Regions from separate parts of the Canis lupus genome. Here region 2 is linked to region 1. Evidence: chromatin contacts called from public Hi-C data. All regions are on one chromosome and are shown on one strand. Each heading gives the region's core, a stretch centred on a gene start, on an enhancer-like site or on the middle of the called end of the contact. The rest is flanking DNA. Distances are from core to core; before and after follow the strand shown. Region 1 holds the start of EIF4A2 (eukaryotic initiation factor 4A-II). Region 2 has its middle 17 kb from the start of RFC4.

Evidence for each region. Hi-C and Micro-C count contacts between places; a contact is called where the count stands out from the background.
Region 2: a contact with region 1 is called in a Hi-C map of blood, with 6 times the contacts expected there. The contact joins the enhancer-like site here to the promoter of EIF4A2 in region 1. A contact is called at or near these places in 3 of 9 Hi-C or Micro-C datasets (amygdala and blood).

The regions. Positions count from the first base shown.
Region 1 is chr34:19,523,368-19,526,825 of UU_Cfam_GSD_1.0, reverse strand. It overlaps EIF4A2 (eukaryotic initiation factor 4A-II), which reads right to left and starts at 1,491. Exons shown (of 12, transcript XR_005383853.1): 1 at 1,376-1,491; 2 at 491-536; 3 at 270-402. LOC119867582 (a small nucleolar RNA gene) reads right to left here and starts at 155; the gene lies at 87-155.
Region 2 is chr34:19,563,240-19,566,697 of UU_Cfam_GSD_1.0, reverse strand. No RefSeq gene overlaps it. Among named protein-coding and RNA genes, the nearest start is that of RFC4, 17 kb to the right of the region's middle. Within about 2 kb of position 1,722, at least 15 of the 20 cell types and tissues checked have an H3K27ac peak or open chromatin away from gene starts, as enhancers often do. A contact at or near this core is called in blood, where this site is marked.

The DNA.
Region 1 (3,458 bases), core at 242-2,741:
TACATATTTACCGATCCCACATCAAACCGCCACTTCTAGTTCACACCATGTATTCCGTTTGGAACATTAATTATGCCCAAATAATCAAGTGATCAGCAATGAGTATTCTCTTCATTTCAGGTCAGTCCCGAAAGATGATTGCCATCATTTCACTTTAAGGAATACAAACAGGTGCTATTCCCCCAGAAGTTACTTTCCCTTTTATGGTCCAGGTCAGTTATGTAGAACAGTTAATGCATGTTTCAAAAAGGGCTAGCTAGCTCGTTTACCTTTAATACAAGGAATAATAGCTCTCTGTTGAATAGCTGAAGGCTTCTCAAAACCGTAAGCATAGATGCCCCGAAGAAGAGACTCCTTTAAATTCATATCGTCAAAGTTATCAACAATCTCATTCCAGTTGCTCTGTAAATCACACACAAAAGGACGCCTGAGTAAGTCGGATGAACACCTCACCTTGCCCACGTTCCAGAATCCAACACAGAGGTCTTACCTCGATGACACCATCGGGGTCCATTCCCTCTGGGCCTCCATGTTCTCTGCCGACAAGAACACCGCAGTTAGAGAACGTCCCTCTCCCCAGCCCTCTTACCTGCACGGCCCGGGGACGGCCTAGGCTAGGCCGGCCACTCTCCCCACACGTGCGCACCACCCGCGCCTGCAGTCCGGGGAGCCGGCGGCGCAGCGCCCGTCACGTTCCGTGCGCGCCCGCCCCAAGGCCGACCACAGGGGACGCCCAGGAAAGGCCCACGGCCGCCGGCCCTTCCCCCAGCCCGAGCGCCAGGCGCTCCCGTCTCGGCGCCAGCCGGTCTCGCGAGAGCTCCACGCGCTGAGCTCCGCCCCTCACACTGCGCAAGCCGCGGTGATTGACGCGGGCCGCGGCCCGGCGAGAGCGGTGCCAACGGTTCGCGGGGACCCGGTTGCCGGCGCGGCCCCATCCGCCCGCAAGGCCGCGGCCGGCGAGCGGGCGGGCGCCGCCGTCCCCTCCCCCCGCCCAAAGCCGAGCCTGCAACTCGCGCCTTCCGCCGCCGGTAGAGCTCCCCCCCCGCTACACGGTGTCGACTGCGGACTGCGCCACCGCTCAACTAAAACGTGCGCCGGCGGGCGGGGGACGCGCCCGGGATGCCAGGGCGTCTTCGGGAGGGGACGGGGGGAAAAAAAAGCCCCTCCAACCAGTCCGTTTTTGTACCCTCGTCTCCCCGCAGGCCAGGCCCTACCCATCATGGAAGCTTCTCGAAGGGCAGAGAGGCGCTGAGCCTCCAGGAAACGCCCGCGAACCCGCAGCCCCCAGGCTGCTCGCCGACCGCCAGCACCTCCGCCGGCGTCGCACGACCCGCCACGACCCGCCGCGACCCCCGGCCCCGCGGCAGCGCCGTACCTGTTATAGTCCGCGGAGCCACCAGACATGATCCGAAGAGCCACTCAGCGCCCGACTGGAAAGACAGCGGCGCCGCGCCACCCGTTTTTTATAGGCTCGCGGCCGGAACCCGTTTTCTCGCGGAGGAATTTTCTCGTCGCTCTCCGGTCGCCCACCAAATTGTGATCCTGGGGTCCTTACCTCGGAGAATAGCCCAAGCAAGTGGGTGGGAAAACCCAAATTTGGTTATTTCTCGATATTACGGGGCCGCGGGACATGCCGGGGCCTTGGGGGCGGCTGGGACTCTTTGCCTCGCGGCGGAAGAATATTGCAGCAAGCGGTGGCCAAACCGCGCTCCCGGCCCGCCCCGCTCCTACGGGGTTTCCGCGGCCCCGAAGCAGAGGCGGCCGGGGGAGCGAGCGGCCGGGAGGCGGAAGCCCGGGGCGGCTGCGTGCGCGGCGGCCGGCCTCTCCCCGCGGGCGGCGGGGCGAGCTTGCGGTCCGGCGCCCGGGGGTGGGGGCGGCGGCGGCGGCGGGGACGGGGACGGGGGCGCGGCCTCGCGCTGCACGGGGGCACCTGGGGCTGCCCCGCCGGCTCCCCCCGCGGCTTAATTCTCCGGGGAAGAGCCGCCTGGCCTTCGGCGGGGCGCTTAACACCCATCCAGAGCCTAAAAGTGTGAAAACTTCCTGCTCGGGAAAATGTCGGCCTCCGAGCAGGTCCCCGAAGCCCGGTGCCCCCGGCGCACCGCAGGGCACTGTGCCAAGCGAGGCAAAAGCGTGCAGTGCCCTTTGCAGGGGTCCCCGCGGCAGCCGACGCTGCTCTCAGGTTGCCCCCGGTCTCCTCTCGCTCGCTCGCTCTTAAAAAATAACGCTGACCGCCCTAACGCGTGGGGAATGAATGCCCGACAAAATCATCCTGAACTTTTGCAAATGGTTAACAGCTAAGGACTGGTTTTCCTTACAACGTAGGAATTTAAATGGACGCTTCCGGCAGATAGAGCTCCGTGCCCCCTTTGGGACTAGATAGATTTTTTTTTTTTTTTTGATTCGGGTCTATGTTGCTCTTTTCTTTTTTCCCCCAAAAGGCTTTGAACTTTAATTGCTTCATACCGAATGCATGTTGATTTAGTGGAAATTGAGAGCGATACAACCCCTGCTGCTTAAATAAACTGCACGATTCTTGAAGCCGCGGAGGTTTCCGACTGTAGCCCTGACCCAGGCCTGGGGTAGGCCCAATGCATTTAGTCATTTCATTTTAAAAATACTACCCACACTGCGAGATATCATCAGGGAAACATTTTTCTCGTTAATTCAGAAGGCCACCGAAGATCTGCTACCTGGAAAAACTGACATAATTTTCTACGTCTGCGTATGATGGTTGATTCTAAATACATTGCTTTCAAAAAAAAAAATTATTGTGCCAAGAACTCTGAGAAAAACTAATACCGAGATGACAAAGTAGGCGTAGGTCTCAGTTTAGGGATGCTGCTCCTAATTAATCCCCCTGTAATAATGTTCAAATTCAGATTTGAGATAATGCGGGATATGTTCTGCAAATGGAGGTCAAAGATCTTTATTGTCTCAATAAACCTACTAAAACTCTCCAGGGATCTGAGAAACCAAAGGAAATACTAAATCAGAAAAATGACCAACCATTTAGTCTCACTGGAGTCTTTAGGGTGAAACCAATCAATCACAAGGTGAAATCAGTCATCAATCAACACCTAAATTGTTGAGTTTTCTTTAGGTTTAGCACTACTGTTACATTTCCAGAATTTCTTAAAAGGAAATAAGGGCTAAATTCTGGTTTAGGTCACAGTTGAAGGGGTTTCCAGGTAAAAAATCTTTCTAATCAAAAATCCAGGGACGCCTGGCTGGCTCAGCAGTTGAGCCTTTGGCCCAGGGTGTGATCCTGGAGTCCCAGGATCTAGTCCCACATCGGCCCCCTGCAGGGAGCCTGCTTCTCTCTCTGCCTGTGTCTCTGCCTCTCTCTCTCTCTCTCTCTCTCTGTCTTTCATGAAAAAAATAAATAAAATCTTTAAAAAAATTCAGAGTCAAAATCCAGACTCACAGTGCCTGCAACCCTACAATGTATTTCTAATAAA
Region 2 (3,458 bases), core at 473-2,972, 40 kb before region 1:
TTCTGGCTACGTGCTTTCTTTTTTCCTATATTGCAAATTGAAGGAGAAAATTGCTGATTTCTTGCATTCTCTTCCTGGTTCTGAAAAACAAATCTGGAAAAAAATGCTGATCTCGACGATTTCTGTTTTCTCTGAATATTGCATAATGCACAGCGAGGGTTTCATGTGCATTTGGGACACACCAAACTTTACAGAATCACGCAGCCTTCAGCCCAGTCACAGCAGTCACAGCATGTTACCTCACGGGGACAACAGGCTGTATTATAAAACCATGGAGAATAATGGTCCCAAAAGGTTTAGGTCCTTTTTATCTCATTGTGCTGTATTCTTTCTCATCTAGACAAATGGAAAGATGACAAACGTTTGACCCAGAGAAGAGTCATTCTTTTTTTTTTTTTTTCTCCTTTTAAAAAGCTTTAAAAATGTTGGTCTATTTCTGTAGTGGGCACATGGCTAGTCAATGGTCAAAGTGGTTTTTTTTCTTAAGATTTTATTTATTTATTCACGAGAGAGAGAGAGAGGCAGAGACACAGGCAGAGGGAGAAGCAGGCTCCATGCGGGGAGCCCGATGCGGGACTCGATCCCAGGACCCCGGGATCACGCCCTGAGCCGAAGGCAGATGCTCCACCGCTGAGCCACCCAGGTGCCCCTAAAATTAATTTTAAAACTAAAAAACCTAAACGTAAATTTCTCATAGGTCAACACGGCCCCAACCCTCCCCGAAACGGAATAGCCTCGGCCCCACAGCGACACCGCGGCGGGCTGCACCACAGCAGGGGCGTGGCCTCCTCCGGCCTCCGTACGCAGGCCTGGCGCTCGCGCAGGCGCGTGAACAGTCCCGGGGTTCGCGGGCGTCCGCACTAGGTCCCCGCGCAGGCGCTGGTACTAGCGGAGCAGCCCCGGGGGTTTTCGGCGCTCGCGCAGGCGCGTGGGGAGCAGCCCGGGTCCCGGCGCTCGCGCAGGCGCGTGGGGAGCAGCCGCGGGTCCCGGAGCTCGCGCAGGCGCGCGAGGAGCAGCCCCCACCCCCCGCCCGGGTCCCGGCGCTCGCGCAGGCGCGTGGGGAGCAGCCCCGGAGCTGGCGGCCGTGTGTGCCCAGAGCCGGACGGGGAGCCGCTCCCCGCTCGTCCGCGGCGCGCAGGGGCGTGGGGGGCGGCGGCCCCGCGGGCAGGCCCCTGGCAGGCGGTCCCGGTGCTCCCCCCGGCCGGCCGGGGTGCAGGTCCGCAGGGCGCTCAGGGTGGGCCGGGCCGTCGGCGCCCCCGCGGCCTGCGCGGGGACGGAGGCGGCGCCGTGGTCCGGGGAGGGGCCCCGCGCGTCCTCAGGCGCCCGCACCGCGCCTGCGCGCGCACCTCGCGGCCGCCCCGGGACGCTGGCTCGGTCCGGGCGTCCTGAGGCTCCAGGGAGAGTCGGAGGAGCCGCGGCCGACGAGTCCTCTTACTGTTCTTTCCTCGTTCTTGTTTGTTTGTTTGTTTGTTTTGGGGGGTACAAAGAAAGTTATTTTATTATTATTTTTTAATTTAGTTTGCCAACGTCTCCCATCAAGTGGCACGCTCACATGCCCTCATCACACCTGAACACAAGGGCTTCGTGGCCTCAGTGCCCCACACAAGGCCGAGGGGTGGGCGTGGGGGTGGGCGTGGGCCGGGGACCCCAGGGCCACCCGCTGCAAAGCCAGGCGTGGGGCCGTCCCCCAGGCTGGGGGACGATGCTGCACCTGAGAGACCTGACAGCCGGTCCCAGCCACTCCACAGGTAAGTGGCACCTGGGGCAAAATGATGACCAGGCACTGGTGGCTGCTTTCCCCTCTCCTGTGGGCCCAGCGGGAGGGGACGGGGACCCTCAGCCAGGCACAGGGCTGGCGCAGAGGACCTCACACACTCGGCCACGGGTAGACTGCAGCATTTCGGGGTCATCTGGGCCATTCCCTGCCTTCAGGAAGGATCTGCCTAAGCCTGGAGAGAGATGATCCTCCCAGCGCTGACAGTCCCCGGATGCCACCTCCCTGCTGGCGACTGTCAAGTGCTTGTGGCCTTCCTGGCAATTCCACAGGTAAGAGAGGAGGCCTCCACTTTAGGGCAATGTTTTCCTAATGTCTTAAGATAGAAAGTTTACATCTTGACCCAGTGTATAGGCAAACACAGGGATACATATTAAAACAGGTTTTACACAGAACATTATCCTCAGAGATAGGAGTGAGCTTGTCTTGATTAGCGCTGAATAATGTCTACAGCTGTTGGATTACTGTATTGTACCCTTGAGACTAATAAAGCACTGTATGTTAACTACACTGGAATTAAAATTTTTTTAATTAAACTAAAAATGAAATTAAATTTAAAAAAGCATATTACCCTCCTTACGAGTGATGCCCTTAAGAGTTTGAATTGTGTAATTGCAATAAAAAAGTTTTCTTAAAGATTTTATTTCACAGAGAGAGAGAGCACAAGCAGGACATAGTGGCAGAGGGAGAAGGTGAAGCAGGCTCTCCACTGAGCAGGGAGCCTGATGCAGGGCTCCATCCCAGAACCCTGGGATCATGACCTGAGCTGAAGACACACTTAACTGACTGAGCCACCCAAGTATCCCTAATTTCATTTTTTTCTAATGCTGGCCTATACATACTGAGTCGATTTTTTTGGCCTACTAATGGTTTAAAACCCATAGTTTAAAAAAAGCACCCTTCTAGGGTAGGGCAGAAGGAGAAAGAAAATAAAGAGAACCAGAAGGAAAATGGTAGGGACTCGGGAAAGGCAGAACAGAGAAAGAAGACAAGGACAGAGTGCAGAAGGTGTTTTGTGGGAGGTCCCATAGGTGCCTGCCACGATGTCCCTTCCAGGGCATGGGCTCTAGCATACAATACCATCCCACTCTGTGCCCTTGGGGTTATGTCTCCCATAAGACCCTGGGCCAGTCGGTGGCAAGACAAAATCTTTTTCACTCTGGAAGCCCCGCAGCTCCCAGGAAAGGAGCTCTTAAATCAGGCACAACCTTAGAGAATAGGCCTTAGTCAAAATTTTTCATTCTCTAGGGATGAAAATGCCTTGAAGGGTTCAACCAGTCAGTGATTATTTGGCACAGTCAGGATTTTGCCCAGTGGGTCACAAGCATCAGTTTTTCATCCATAGTGAAGATAACCATATCTATTTTAGAGAGTGAGAGGATTAACACTATGTGCATCAAGAACATTAGCATGCCTGGCACATCATAGCAGTTCAATAAATAGCACCTGCTATTATTGTTAGTAGTAACAAGAATTTATTTATTTATTTTTTGAATTTAAAATATATATATTATATCTCAAAACAGCACTGGCCACTTCAGGTATTCTCCAGTCACTAACTTTTTGGGGAGATTTGGCTGCCAATGTCTTCACCCTAGACAAAACGGAAATCCTCATAGACACTTAAGGAAATGACCTTAGAAATAAAAAGAGAAAATATGTGCGTACATAAATCAGCAAAAAA